3 separate regions of the Zea mays genome follow, and all the other regions are linked to region 1. A link is a contact called in public Hi-C data. All regions are on one chromosome and are shown on one strand. Each heading gives the region's core, a stretch centred on a gene start, on an enhancer-like site or on the middle of the called end of the contact. The rest is flanking DNA. Distances are from core to core; before and after follow the strand shown.

The links. Hi-C and Micro-C count contacts between places; a contact is called where the count stands out from the background.
Region 2: a Hi-C map of root tip shows a contact between it and region 1, with 2.5 times the contacts expected there. The contact joins the promoter of LOC100280561 here to the promoter of LOC100272783 in region 1. A contact is called at or near these places in 3 of 25 Hi-C or Micro-C datasets (endosperm, root tip and tassel).
Region 3: a contact with region 1 is called in a Hi-C map of bundle sheath, with 2.2 times the contacts expected there. The contact joins the promoter of LOC103649602 here to the promoter of LOC100272783 in region 1. A contact is called at or near these places in 5 of 25 Hi-C or Micro-C datasets (bundle sheath, ear, endosperm and 2 more).

The regions. Positions count from the first base shown.
Region 1 is chr3:3,914,711-3,917,599 of Zm-B73-REFERENCE-NAM-5.0, forward strand. LOC100272783 reads right to left here and starts at 1,447. Exons shown (of 8, transcript NM_001147236.1): 1 at 1,317-1,447; 2 at 792-869; 3 at 488-702.
Region 2 is chr3:3,602,767-3,605,655 of Zm-B73-REFERENCE-NAM-5.0, forward strand. It overlaps LOC100280561, which reads left to right and starts at 1,390. Exons shown (of 1, transcript XM_034059755.2): 1 at 1,390-2,289. The coding sequence starts at 1,559. The coding sequence ends at 2,095. It also overlaps the pseudogene LOC103649587.
Region 3 is chr3:4,208,186-4,211,074 of Zm-B73-REFERENCE-NAM-5.0, forward strand. It overlaps LOC103649602 (RNA binding (RRM/RBD/RNP motifs) family protein), which reads left to right and starts at 1,352. Exons shown (of 11, transcript XM_008675339.4): 1 at 1,352-1,620.

The DNA of each region.
Region 1 (2,889 bases), core at 197-2,696:
CCATTAGCTACTTTTGGGCCCAGACTATTAGTTACTTTTGGAGTTCAATCCAGCTCATGGGTGAAGTTTTGGTAAGCCACTAACCTCTCTGTTTTGGTACTTAACTTCATATTATTGTCTGAAATTATGATGTATTGGTATTTTTCCTATGTTGTTTAAAACTACGTTTAAATAAAGTTTAAACGTTTAAAAGTCAAAATTTCACTCATGAGCGTTCCAACGTTTTATCGTTTTAATAACCTTGGTCACCGCCCATTCTGCAACGGCCCAGCCGGAGGTTGGCGCGCAGTACGTAACCAAGCAAGAAATTTGTCCTCGAGGGGGATCGAACCAAGGCCCTAGAGGTGCTACTCGGTAACCTTAACCATTACGCTATAGGCCCTTTCGCTTTTTTCCCATATAGAAAATAGAAGGCAAACTAAAATACACACCTTAACCACTAGATTTTAGGATTGTTTGGAAAGGGTGATTGTCTTAACACTCTTACCTGCTCTTCTTATGCCCTTTGTCAATCGTGGCGAACCTATGGGCAGCTATAGTTAGTGCACCCTCGGCCCGGCTCTTGACTGCCATCGGTAACTCAACATCTGTGAATGCCGTCAATATGACATCATCATCGCTCCATTCACTCTCGCTTGAATACTGAGGAACACCAAACTGCTCGTCCCCGTCATCGTGCACCAGCGAGAAATCCCCAGGATCCTGCACCAAATCACTGTCGAATATAAATCATAATACAAGCTACTACAAAGTGAAATATGGTTACTAAAAGTGGAGAGGCATCACAGTACATCATCAAATGCCGTGACAACTTGAATGGCATGACGCCTCCTTGAAGGTCTTGGCACGATGGTTCTTAATTGGGATACCTGCAGAAGATAGTGGCGACTGAGACTAATCACAGAACTTCGGCAGACTCCCGTCTGGCAAAACGAAAAGTTAATCATAGGGACAAACATTGGGTTAAAGTAAAATATACAGCCGATCAACTCATCATATCGTGAAGGGCTGAAGGCCCCAAATCGTACCCCACGCACAACGCCAGAAGCCTAGTAATGTTCATGCAGGTACCTACGTTGCTACAAAAGTACAAAACCACTGGCCATTCCGAGCGAATTTCCCGATAAAACGGCATCGAATCGAACTATGCGAAGTCGCGCAAAAATGCTGCTGGCACGTGAAACAGGGCATAAAATCGGAGATCACTCAGCTTCCCGCATTCACGCAAGCACCTCCATGAAAGCCAGGAAGGCGACAATCACGAGGAGAACTCTGCCGTGGGGAGGAAGAAGGTGGCGAGAGATCTGGGACTTCACCTGGTGCGCGGAGGGACGGCGGGAGTATAAAGAGGGAGTAGGCAGCCGCGGCGGCGGCGGCGGCAGCGGCGCGCGAAGAGGCCGCCGGAAGCGGTGAGGCGCCCGGTGCGCGGGAGATGCCATAGTTCGACAACTCGTCGGAGATCGGGAGGTATTTTTAGACGGCTACAGCGACGGCGAAGCCGATGATCGGTGGGTTCGAGGTGGGGGACCGTTGTGGACTCGGGTGCATAGACCGGTGACTCGGGCTGCCCTGTGTCTGTGTTCCTTTCTGGGTGGGTTCACAGTGTTTGGTGTGACTGTGTGAAACCTTCTTTTTTCAAAGTTAGAATTATTTGAATCGCATCGAGTCGAAATTCTTGAACGGGTGTCTTTTGACCGGCTCATCATCGGACGTAGAGATGGTGTACCCGATCCCCGATTCTTTAGGAGTGGGTATTTAGTTTATTAGGTTTGGTTATTTAAAATATCGGGTTCTAAAAATAGGATCGAATCTAAATAATTTTAGAAACCAAACCTGAATAGATTGATAATTTTGGTCCAGTCTATTCAGCCCACTAAATAGAAAAATGGCTAAACCATTAAAAACGAGGGGAAATAGTAAAAACTTTTATGCTAGGGTTAAAAAATTGAGTAGATGCTTGATTAACAGTAACATCATACAAAAATATTGAACATCTTGGATCACAAGTATAAGTGGAGTTTAACCCTCAAAAAGTGCTTATGTCCATTTTTTAGAAACAGACAACAACCATATTTTTCTTAGGATGGCTAAATAGTATAGCACCAGAGAAAAATTATAACAAGTCCTATTCGAGTGAAGAAATATAGGGCTACCTTCTGCATGAGAAAAATAGAGAAAACTTTAGAAAATCATATGAAACTCTCTCCAACTTTAGAAATGGCGGCTTTTGTGCCAAGAAGAAACTTAGAAAATATTCCAAATCCTAGATCATAAAAAGGGCCTACATTGGTCCTATTATGTCTATTTAAAAAAAAACACTTTTCTTGAAAGTTGAAACGATAAGCCCGTTCACTGGAGATGTTGAAATGGGTAAAGAAATACGAGCGAATATGTTTAAAGTTTTTTTATAAGGAAGACTTTATTAATTTCAAAAACATTACATCGAGAAAATACAAGTCTTTGCAACCTCTCCCAGCCTCTGTTAATGAAAGCACACAACTTTTAGAAGAACGATCACACACACTTACGTACACTCTAGTGACTATCAATCCGAAGACTAGACCGTCACCCATGATCCTGAGCAAAAAAGACCTTAACCACTTGCATCAAACGTTACGTAGCCTCCACCATAAAAAGACGAGAATCTGACTTTTACAGTACAGTCCACGTGCGAAGCTAATGGAAGATAGTATGGATAACCTGCAAAGGAGAATAATTTTTTTTTTCAAAAATTATGCCATTTCTGCTTAGCCAAATCACCCAACAAACAGTTGCGGCCCTAATAAGGATAAATCTCTAAGATCTTTTCCAAAACCCCTAAGCCAGCTCCCAAACATATTAGAAACACTAGAAGGCTTAGAAATGCCAAAAACTAAGCGAATTTAACTC
Region 2 (2,889 bases), core at 140-2,639, 310 kb before region 1:
TGCGCGGTGTGGTTCCCCTGCTGCGCGCAGGCGTCGACGCGTGGCTGCGCCTGATGATTGATAGAACTAACAACGGCTGCTCTCAGCTGTGGAGTCCCCAACGCCCAAGGGCTTGTAGCATCCATTGTACTGTACTACGTAGTTGTAGATTTTTTTTTTTGATGCAGTGTTTGTAGGCCGCCTGTGCAGCCAGTAACTAAACGGCTAAACCCTCGCCGCCGTCAAAAATGGGCACCAAATGTTGTGTTGCGCAGTGGAGATTTTTCGTGATCCATCCGACAAACAAAAGTGGAGAGGAAATCAGACGTCAACAAACCTCAGCTCACTGACTCACCCACTACTACTGGGCTAGTGCCTGGCAGCTGCTTCCGAAACTGGGGGCCTTGGATTCTGGATGGACACCCATTGTTTTTTCTAGTCTAAAACTACTAGTAGGGCAAACTAAAAGAAAGCGAGGGCCTTTCGATTCCGAACCTGGAGGAAAAAGCATGGGAAGGGCAGATCTCCTACATCGCCCCTTGTTCCAACAGAAAGAACGCAGGCGGATGTAGCCATGGACCTGCTGCTTGCCTGCTTGCTTGTTCGATCGCTTCTCGCCGTCAGAGTCGCTTCACAGAGAGGCACGGAAAGGTACGCGTCGTATCGTATGCATGCCAGTGGTGGTGGTGGTGGCCAGGCCTCTGCCCGACCCGTCCATGCATGCATGCATGCACCCTTCGCAGTGCCGACTTGACACTTGTGTTGTAGGTTCTTGTTCTTTTTTTCAGGTGAAGTGGCAGCAGAATCTCCCCCCACCCCGCCTTTGCGCTTTACCAATTCTGTGGGCCGGCTGGTAGAAAAGAAACGGGTGACCTAGCTAGCTAGTGCTGAGATGGATTTCCCCACACCACGCAGGCACTCACATAACCATATTGCGCCTATAATCATCACGGCCACCGATCACTCGTAGATTAAAAACTAGCGCTGTGAATTGTGATCATCATCACAATCTTATCGTGATGGGCCTCGATGATTGCCAAGGTAGTCATTGTAGTGCGAACAAGGGGGAAAAAAGGGTTCGGTCTGTGTGAAGTGTGAAGAGACGAAAACCAAAAAAAGGAAATGACCGGTGGCATGTGTAATCAATCACCGCACCCCCGCGTCCGGCTCGGGGTCCCGTGGTTTCGTCGTGCGCGGTCCAAAAAACATAACCGACACAGCACAGGGCGTCCCCTCCCCAATCACCGTCGATCTCGCGCCCGATGCTGCCGCCCAGCTCCGCAGCTGATGACGTGCGACGCCGTGCGCGCCCACTGCACCTCTGCCCGTCGCCAGCCAGGTTCAAGAAACAGAGGAGCGGACCACGGCCCACGGCCCACCGCCTATATATATTGCCGCACGGCGCCCCGTTGCCCCAACAGCACAGCAAGCGCAAAGAGTAAAGCTCCCTCCTCATCAGAGCTCACTCACTAGAGAAAGAAAGAAAAAGGGCAGAGGGCCAGCCAGGCCACCGCGGGTAGCTAGCACCCGCCGCCAAGCAAAGCAAACACCACCACCACCCCCGCCGCTCTTCCTGCAAATGAGCATGAGCACGCCCAACTCGTGGCTCTTCGCCTCGGACAACTCGCGCTACAGCACCCGCGCGCGGCTGCTCTTCATGGGGCTCTCCTTCGCCATCGGCATCCTCACGTTCCTCCTCTACCTCGCCATCTGGTACATCTGCAGCAGCCGGCGCCGCCTGCTCCTCCGCGGCCGCGGCCGCGGCAGCCATCCGTCCGCGCCCGGGATCGGCGCGGCGGAAGAGGAGGGGGACCGCGGCATGAGCGCGGCCGCGATCGCCGCGCTGCCCACGTTCGCGCACGCCGGCGGGGCGGCGCTCGACTGCCCCGTGTGCCTCGCGCAGGTGGAGGCCGGCGAGAAGCTGCGGCGGCTGCCCAAGTGCGCGCACTCGTTCCACGCCGACTGCGTCGACGCCTGGCTCCGAGCGCACTCCACCTGCCCCATGTGCCGCGCCGCCGTCCTCGTCGGCCCCGCCGCGGCCGCCGCCGCCGCCGCCGCCACCAAGCAGCCCGACCCCGCCGCCGCCGCCGCGGAGGCGCTGCCGCCACCCGTGTAGTAGTGTGCGGCCGGCGTACTGGCTCGGAATGCTGACCGCCATGCATGCATGATTGGAGAACAGCAACGCGCGCGCGCGAGCTACAACAGAGACAGACTGCTACTACCTTAGCTAGTAGGGTGGTAACGTACTACTAGGATCATGTCATCATCGCCATCATTAATTCATTATTATTATTATATTAGTTTAATCAACCTTGGAGAATGGAGATGTATTGGTTCGCCATGCGGTGCTTGCGCTGCTACTACAGCAGAGCAGTACAGAGATCTTTGCGAGAGCGCGTGACGTCGACACCGTGCTGCTCCATGCTGCTGTTCGGAGCTGAGCTGTCTGGGCGTTGTTCTGAACGGAAACGTGCACACGCAAGCGATCTGTCAGCTGTGCTACATTACACACATCGCCCGGGGCATCGCGTGCGTGCGTGTCCTGTCCTGCACTCCTGCCGCCGCGCCCCAGCTAGCTCCTCCGCTCATCCCGTTTGTCCCGTTCCGATGCACGGTTCGGGTGCGGCGTTCTGTTCCGCCGCCGCCCGCCGCCAGCTTGCTCGGCACTCCTTTGGATGCCATGCCATGCCATGCCGTGCGCTGGTGCATGTGCGCAGGACACGACGGGCACTCAGGCAGGCTGCAGGCGGACGCCGCCTCGCCTCCGACGTCCGTCCGTTTTACATGCTATTCCATTCCATTCAATCCGTGTGTTGTGTATTCCATTCCAGTCCACCCACTGACCCACCGGCACCGGGTGCGATGGGAATGGAAACCGCGTGGGCGTCCGGGGGCCTTGGGACTTTGACT
Region 3 (2,889 bases), core at 102-2,601, 290 kb after region 1:
CGTGACCATGACTTGCAAATTTTAGTACCATACTGGCCAGCCAACAATTGTGGTACCGGCTTATAAGCTGTGCTGCTTCAGAGAAAGTAATTCTGCTTAAGTGCACTTGACGGTCTCTACTTCTAACATTTTTTGCGCGAGAGGACACGGAGCTGCAACGAAAAAATAACTGTCACGTGTGCCCATATGGTAGGGCATGCGGTGTGCAGAACATGGGAATGGAATAACTGTCACGTGGGATGGGTTTGCACGATGGGAATGGGTTTAGCCTAGCCGCGACGGGAAAAAAGAGACAGAGGCTGTCACGTGGGCCCACATGTGCAGGGCGTGTGTTGAGTGTGCAGATGGGAATGGGTTTCATGACGAAAATGGCAGAACACGGAAATGGCAGAACATGGGAATGGCAGACTACTCTTAGAGCCTTAATAAGTAGTAGAGATAGCATAAGTATAGTGTATATTTTTTTCATATAATTTAGAATAATACACAAATACATTACATATATAAATATATTAATTTAATTAATTTGTGTCTAAACGGGCCTTACTGCACTGATATGCCATCGTAGAGAAGCAGCCAAAGCCAAGCACAGCATAAATGGGAACAGGCTGCCAGAGCCCTTCTCTGCTATTCCGGTTCCAAACGCAAGCTGTGCGATCGAGACCACGAGGACGCCTTCTGCAAGGCTGCTGCATCCTGAAAGTATGCTGCTGATCAGAGTGCAAATCTCCCCCATCAATCCCGCTGTGCACGGGCCCGCCCCCGTATTAAACCCTCCAGTCTACGACTACGAGTCCAACACCCCGATCCGGGCCCACACCAAAGAGTGCCGCCGCGGCTGCGACCGCGAGCCGTCACTTTCCCCACCCCACCGCGTTATCCTATCCCCAGTATAGTTCAATGGAAGCCAGCCCACTGGCCCCAGTTGGCGGTTGCGTCTACGCACCCGAGCCCTCCCTCCCACTGACACAACCGGCCCCGGTTTCCAGTGGTTAGTAACCCCCATCCACGCCGCTTGCGTGCGGGTCTCTCACTTCCGAACGTGGATGCGATGCGCCCCGGAAAGGACGGGCCATCCCCTGTGGGCCACGCGTGTACGTACGAGCAGTCGGCCTCCCCGCGACCGACATGTGGTCCCTCCAGCCGACGGGCCCCACGCCCGCGCGAGGAGGGCATGAAGCAATGCGCATCGCCCAAAAGTACGCGGCCGCGTCAGATCATCTGAGAGCATCAAGAAAGGACCTGACGAACCGCACCTGCCCGGGCACCGACTAGCCCGAGCCACCGCGAGCTTGCCCCCACGCATATCCTAGACCCACGTGTCGGCGTGCCAGCGCGGGGGGCCGCGTATCTCGCTCCGTGAGCGCGGGTCCGGCCGGGGTGGTGAGTCGTGGTGCCAATTATTAAAGACTTCGCTTCGACTCGGGGGGAAAAACAAAAAGTCCAGGACGCCAAGGCTCTCTCCTCTCAGTTTTTATTGGGTGAAGAGGGGCCGGAGCGGCGGAGGGGGATAGGGGGGCCGGAGCCGAGCGGCGGAGTTTCTGGAGGTAGACGACGCAGGAGCTCGAAACCCTAATCCTGAGGCTGCCCGCGGCGGCGATCGCCTCCTCTTCCTTGGACGTGAGTTCCCTCCACCCGCTCCGATCGCAAACCGCCCCCGTTTCGCCTCGCGCTAGGGCCTAGGGCTTTCCGGTCCTGGCAATGTAGGGCTCCGGGGGGCATTTGGCCGCGGTTTTACGGTGTTTCGGTGCGTTTCATCGGCGGCCTCGCTGTTTTCCAGCACCGCGTGGTGGCTGATTGCTATAACCTCTAGGGCTTTGTTGTGGCGGGCAGGGGTTTTGGTGATTATTTTTTTGTGTGCGAGGTTTGGGTTTTCAGTTTTCACCCCACCGCTTGGCCGTGGCCGCGATCACTCCTGCGGACTTGATGGCGGTGGAATGCTTTGGCGGCTACTCCCTTTTCTGGTGTTTATTTCACTATTTAGGGCTAGTACGGGAGTCGGCTTTGGCTGCAATATCTGCGAATTTATTAGGCTTGTCTGTTGTTAATCAGCTATTGTTTTGTTTTGTCTGCAAATTGATGCTTCTCAGTGAGAATGTCTCGGTTGTCTTGAGTTTTGGTATTTTAGTGAGAGGTTTTCGTGGGATTGGTAACTGCTATTCCTTTTTACTATCTGATAAGTCTGTGACTCGGCCACTCGGGGGTATTGAAGAGTAATTTAATTTGAGTGTAAGATTACTTGTTTTTTGTCATTACTTAACTCGCATTACGGTCTGGTTAAGAGATCGTTACTAGGTTTTAGAGCTTCAGACCTCCAGTTTAGGTGTACTTTTGCTGCATGCACCTCTCAGAGTTCAGGATTTGCATGTGGACCCCTGATTTTGTTGAGGGCTCGATGGTAGATAAGCATGCGTCATTTTTTTAGTCAACGCAGCCTACAAAGTTCTGGAACTTAATGTGCTGTGTAGGAGATTCTGTGAGCGGGAAAGTACAACACACAACTAGCGCATTTGGATTATGGTTTGTACCCATGTGGCCATGTGCACTATGATGATGTAGCCTAGTGCATCTTCCGTTCAGGCTTCTGGAGCTCAGGAACTGATGCTGTACTGCCATTAATAGTCCGATCAACAAAATTCTATTGGTGCCAGCTAACAAATAGAAGCGTTCTGTGTGTACTGATTTTGGTACACAGTAGAAATTGCTCGTTTGATTTATTGATGGAATGTAGTGCAGAGATGATTTGGCGCAATATTTCCCTTGGCGTGATAATGATTACGTCAAGAATAGATACATGTGACATGTTGATTCTAACAGTACAACAACTTGTTAGTTTTCATAGTTGCTGACTAAGAGCATGTTTGGTTCGCTGCTTAACTTGCCACACTT